Linked DNA regions of Xenopus tropicalis: region 2 is linked to region 1. The links are chromatin contacts, called in public Hi-C maps. All regions are on one chromosome and are shown on one strand. Each heading gives the region's core, a stretch centred on a gene start, on an enhancer-like site or on the middle of the called end of the contact. The rest is flanking DNA. Distances are from core to core; before and after follow the strand shown. Region 1 has its middle 100 kb from the start of snai1. Region 2 has its middle 27 kb from the start of ube2v1.

The links. A called contact is a pair of places that touch in the nucleus more often than the background predicts.
Region 2: a Hi-C map of neurula embryo shows a contact between it and region 1, with 2.1 times the contacts expected there. The contact joins two enhancer-like sites. A contact is called at or near these places in 2 of 5 Hi-C or Micro-C datasets (gastrula embryo and neurula embryo).

The regions. Positions count from the first base shown.
Region 1 is chr10:36,301,850-36,304,749 of UCB_Xtro_10.0, forward strand. No RefSeq gene overlaps it. Among named protein-coding and RNA genes, the nearest start is that of snai1, 100 kb to the left of the region's middle. Within about 2 kb of position 1,327, at least 2 of the 11 cell types and tissues checked have an H3K27ac peak or open chromatin away from gene starts, as enhancers often do. A contact at or near this core is called in neurula embryo, where this site is marked.
Region 2 is chr10:36,435,202-36,437,943 of UCB_Xtro_10.0, forward strand. No RefSeq gene overlaps it. Among named protein-coding and RNA genes, the nearest start is that of ube2v1, 27 kb to the right of the region's middle. Within about 2 kb of position 1,375, at least 1 of the 11 cell types and tissues checked has an H3K27ac peak or open chromatin away from gene starts, as enhancers often do. A contact at or near this core is called in neurula embryo, where this site is marked.

The sequences.
Region 1 (2,900 bases), core at 77-2,576:
GTTTCTATATATCTGTAACCTTGTTATGGGATAAGGGGGCCCAGCCTGAAGGCCAGTTAGGGGGAGATTTGGGGAAAGTGCTTATTTGTGCCCTGGGTACCCCTGGAACTATAGCAGGGTGACTGTTACCCCAATGTTTCTATAGATCTGTAACCTTGTTATGAGCTAAGGGGGCCCAGCCTGAAGGCCAGTTAGGGGGGATTTAGGGTGAGTGCTTATTTGTGCCCTGGGTACCCCTGGAACTATAGCAGGGTGACTGTTACCCCAATGTTTTTATATATCTGTAACCTTGTTATGAGCTAAGGGGGCCAGCCTAAAGGCCAGTTAGGGGGAGATTTGGGGTGAGTGCTTATTTGTGCCCTGGGTACCCCTGGAACTATATTAGGGTGACTGTTACCCCAATGTTTCTATATATCTGTAACCTTGTTATGGGATAAGGGGGCCCAGCCTGAAGGCCAGTTAGGGTGAGATTTGGGGTGAGTGCTTATTTGTGCCCTGGGTACCCCTGGAACTATAGCAGGGTGACTGTTACCCCAATGTTTCTATATATCTGTAACCTTGTTATGAGCTAAGGGGATCCAGCCTGAAGGCCAATAAGGGTGAGATTTGGGGTGAGTGCTTATTTGTGCCCTGGGTACCCCTGGAACTATAGCGGGGTGACTGTTACCCCAATGTTTCTATATATCTGTAACCTTGTTATGAGCTAAGGGGATCCAGCCTGAAGGCCAATAAGGGTGAGATTTGGGGTGAGTGCTTATTTGTGCCCTGGGTACCCCTGGAACTATAGCAGGGTGACTGTTACCCCAATGTTTCTATATATCTGTAACCTTGTTATGAGCTAAGGGGATCCAGCCTGAAGGCCAGTTAGGGGGAGATTTGGGGTGAGTGCTTATTTGTGCCCTGGGTACCCCTGGAACTATAGCAGGGTGACTGTTACCCCAATGTTTCTATATATCTGTAACCTTGTTATGAGCTAAGGGGGCCCAGCCTGAAGGCCAGTTAGGGGGGGATTTGGGGTAAGTGCTTATTTGTGCCCTGGGTACCCCTGGAACTATAGCAGGGTGACTGTTACCCCAATGTTTCTATATATCTGTAACCTTGTTATGAGCTAAGGGGGCCCAGCCTGAAGGCCAATAAGGGTGAGATTTGGGGTGAGTGCTTATTTGTGCCCTGAGTATCTCCTATGGCAGGGTCAAATAATCCCCCTTTGCAAAATCTACCCCTAAACATCCCCATGTATTTTGTTTTCCGTTGGCTGCCAACACTGCAACTCTCTGACATCTTGAAGAGGGACATGAATAGCACTGCACGACTGATTAGCAACTGACACATCTGAGGACCTTCAACAGAGGATCCTGTGTGTGTGGATTATGTGCCCCGGCTGTAAGCCGGACTCCTGAGCACAAACAGGACCCTCCTTTGTTTGCTGGATCTTCAAGATGCTACAGAACTTGCAAGGAATCTGGACTTCAAGAGAAGCGCAGAACGTGTTACAGAGTGGAGCGGCATTAACCAGATGGTAACAGCGAGCCTTCTCCTTCCAGATGAATCTGCTCCTGTCGCCAACATTTCCCAAATGCCAAGAAAGAGCGTTTTCAAAAACAGCAAAGTCACAAGCTTCTCCCTCCAGCGAGGAACAGTCTGGCAGGTGGGACAGCTGTGGGGGAAAGCCCAGAATTCAGGCCAGAGATCAGCTGTTGCTTTCAGCTGGTCAAGTCCACCACTTGGTCTCTCGCATACAGTACCAGTCATTGAAAGGAACCCGGTCAAACGGCGGAGCCAGAGGGGCCTTTGATGTTAAAGCAGCAAGTGCAGAAAGGTTTTTCTGAAAACATACCCTACAATTTCTCCACCCAAAAACTGACTTTTGCATAATGAAAATAATCCAATTCTCAGCAACTTTCCAATATAAATCCATTTGTCGTTTTCACTGGTTTTAAAAACATTCACATTCTTTTAATTAATTTACACTGAAACTTTGCCTAGATTTCCTGTTTTCATTATTTAAAAATGAGTTTTTGGTTTCAGATCCATTATAAAGGAGAATATATCCTATTTGGTTTACTTGACTTAAGCATTACTATTCTCGGCTATGTGTGCAATTCCAGCAGTGCTGGTAGCCTCTCTCTCTGCTTTACTGTGTGAGAGCTAATCAAAAATAGGTACACTTGGTGCCTAAGAGTGACTTGATTCTTAGGTGCTATGTGTACTCATTTTTGATTGGCTCCCCTAGGTTACAACTTTATGCCCCCATTTAATTTGACATAGAACAGTAGTCTTCTGAGTTTTTGGGTTCAGACCTCCCTTTGTGATCAAAACTTTAGCTCATAACAAGGCTCCAGGGATTACAAAGATAGAATATAAACATTTACCCTGAAATTGGTCTTCAGGCTTAGGCCTATTATCTTGAGTTCCCCAACATGGCATTTTGGAAACCAGTAGTATATAGACAATGGTATTCTAAGACAGTTTACATGATTTATCTTTGTGTTTCAGTGTATTACGATCTGGTTAGTAGGCTCCCACATAACCTAGCAACCCAGCATTGGTTTGAATGAGGGGCTGAGGGGATGAACAGAAGGATACAGAGGGTTACTAACAAATTCAGCAGGCCCTGAGGCTGCTGCTGGGTGCCCAGGAGTATGGAAAATCGGGTGGTCTCACCCCCTGTAAAGCAACCCCAGCAGGTGTAGCTGCTTATGAAAGGAGCACAAAATTCAACTCTGCACAAATCATGTAATCTGCCCTGTGGTTTAAGGTGCAGAAAGGTCCTAAAAAGACATTGCTATGGTGCCCTAGTTAACCTCTAGTGATGCCACTAATGCCAAAATAAACCAACACCAGTTTTGTACGCAAGGCATATCATCTTCCACAATGTCTGCCAACTGGACGCACAGGGC
Region 2 (2,742 bases), core at 125-2,624, 130 kb after region 1:
AAAGGACTAGGAGAGATTAGGCCACCATGGGAATAATCCAGGCTGGTACCTTATCAGGCTAGTGAAGCCCACCTGGGGTTTTATAACAGGAAGGGTCCTTACACGCAGGAGGCCAGGAATGTTAAAGGCACAGCAGCAGTGTGGAAAGGAGCCAATAGGACGGGACAGTGTGGCTCTTATCAGCAATGAGCTGCCATGTATCTGCATCAAACAAACAGGCTATAAAAACAGCCCAGGCCCCTCTCAAATGGACAAGTGACTATCAGGCACCAGTGCACCTTTTGTCTGGGATATTAAGGGCCAAAGGCCCTTCCATTCTATAAATCACCACCAGGAGAGTGACACTGTTTGTTTATTTTGGTCATTCCTCTTGCCACCTAGACACTTATTTACAGTTACTGGGGCCTTGCTCTGTAGGGGAGGAATTTGGACTATGAACTAAAGTTAAGCTGGGGCAGATAAGTCAGGCAGGGACAAGGGAATGCTGGGAGCTGAAATTAAGACACATCTGAAGGGCCCATGACTGGCAGCACCATAAAAACATTAGTGCCTTCTTGTGCTATGTACTGTATATAACATAGCTGGCTGATTCCCTGCGATATGGTATGGTCTTGAGATGACCACTTAAGGTGCCAACAGCTTGACAATACATGTGACTTGCCAAACTCTGATTGGTTGGCCACTTCAGATAGTAGCCCTCCTGCTTTTGCTAGATAGGACATAAATGATCAGTAATGTGGACAGATATCCGCCATTGATTTGGATGAATGGAACTCCAAGGCAAACAGAAAGTATGCCCATACCACCAGCCAGACACAACATGTCTTCATGGCTGTCCCTGCTGGTGGCTCGTTCCTGGGCCAAAACTGAGACCCCATGATTGATCATTTAATTAACCTGCCATTCTATATAATCCATTTAATGACATTTTACCATATAAATAAAGTTATACATACATATACTGTGCGTCAACATTTCCTTCCCCACCAACACTTCATCTTACTATACATAATATCTCACAGTTACAACCCCTATCCATGACACCAACTTTCCTTTTTATGCACAATAAGCCACACTTATACTTCTCCTGTGGGGCACACCAGCTCGCTTCACAGCAGGGGCTAACAATTAATGTGTGCTGCCCCCCTAAAGACAGCATTATTCTCTTGTTATTCTCTCCAGTATTAATGGTGGAACTCCGAAGGTACTAACATTCCATCATTAATGCTATCAGAGAAGCAGGCCATGAATTCCCTATTGCCCTACTCCCCCTTCCCTCAGACACTGCCCCCCATACTCTGCAGGAGGTCGCTCCAAGCCACAGAGGGGGCTAATCAGCACAGAGGGGTATAGCATTAGCAGGAATGTGCTAGGATGATTTACAAGAATGAAGGCTCCTAAATTCTGCAGTGTACCTGTAAGCAATTAGAGACAGGGCTGGATCCACACTGAGAAGGTCCCATGCTGGGATGGAAAACAAAGATCCCGAAAGTACTGGCTCATATAACAACGTGGTTAAATGTGTATAATAACCCATGGATAAGAGAATTTTTCTTGTTTGGGGGGTGGGGGTTGCAGTAGCCCTGATATGTAATCTGATAAGGTTTCTCTGTATTTAACTCTACACTTTTATCTTGCAGAGGTATTTGGTGGCCCCTGGCTGATATAAAGGGGGTTAGTTTACTGCTGGATGCCATTAATTGTATTAAAGGGGAACTAATTCCCCCATAGACTGCCCTCTATTGGCAACCCTCCCTGCAGAGTCTATTAGATGCAAAAGTGTCCCTGTCTAGAAAGCTGACCTATAGATACAGAGTAGCACAGTGTACTTTCCGGGCACCATCTTCTTTGGATTTTGTTTGGCAAGTTTGCCGACACTTAGCTTTCTGGCACATATGAAGCTGGAGCTAGTCTGAGATTAGCTGTGCCAAAAACAACATCCATTGGCAAATGAAAGAAGATGATCCGAAGATCCAGAAAATGGCGCCTATGAACTCTGCTGCGCTACTCTGCATTTATAGGTCAACTTTTCGAAGAGGGACACTTTTGCATGTAATAGAGGGAAGGAGCAGGGAGAGAGGGCAATTAAGGGCAGTCTATGAGGGCTTTTGTCTGTAGAGGGTTAGTTCTCTTTTAAGGTCATGTAGATCTTTACAGAATAGTGTGGGTCCTTTGTTCCCTACAGATTCTGTAAAAACGTAAGTTAGGCAAAATTAACAAGTCAACTGGGAAGATGTTGTGCAGTTTGACCAACCATGTAGCTCTGACCACAAATGAGGAGGCACCAGGGGTCCTCGTAATTCCACATTTGCCACTGCCCCATCCGAGCATTTTCAGTTGGGCAGGTTGTCTGCAATCTGATAGGATGATTGAATGGTCTTCCAAAATTTCCACCCTGTTCTAGTGCCGTACATAACGAAATAGTTGGGTGACATAGTTGACATTGGCCAACCCAATCAGGCAGCTACAATTGGGAAAGTACAATGTACATAATGTGTATGGGTCCAAAAGAGCTGATTTCTAGTTTTGGGAGTGATGATTGAAATGGTCCTGGTGAAAAGGACAGAAGATCTGCCTACTGAGTGCCCAAAGCATTCCCTATATGTATAGTTGGACTTATGCCCACTCCAGGCCTTGATGGGCTCACAAGTGCATGGAGGTCGGGTTCCATAAGACGCTCCAGCATGGGGAACCTTTACAATTCCTGGAAACTCAGTAATGAAGCAATTCAGGGATGCGCTG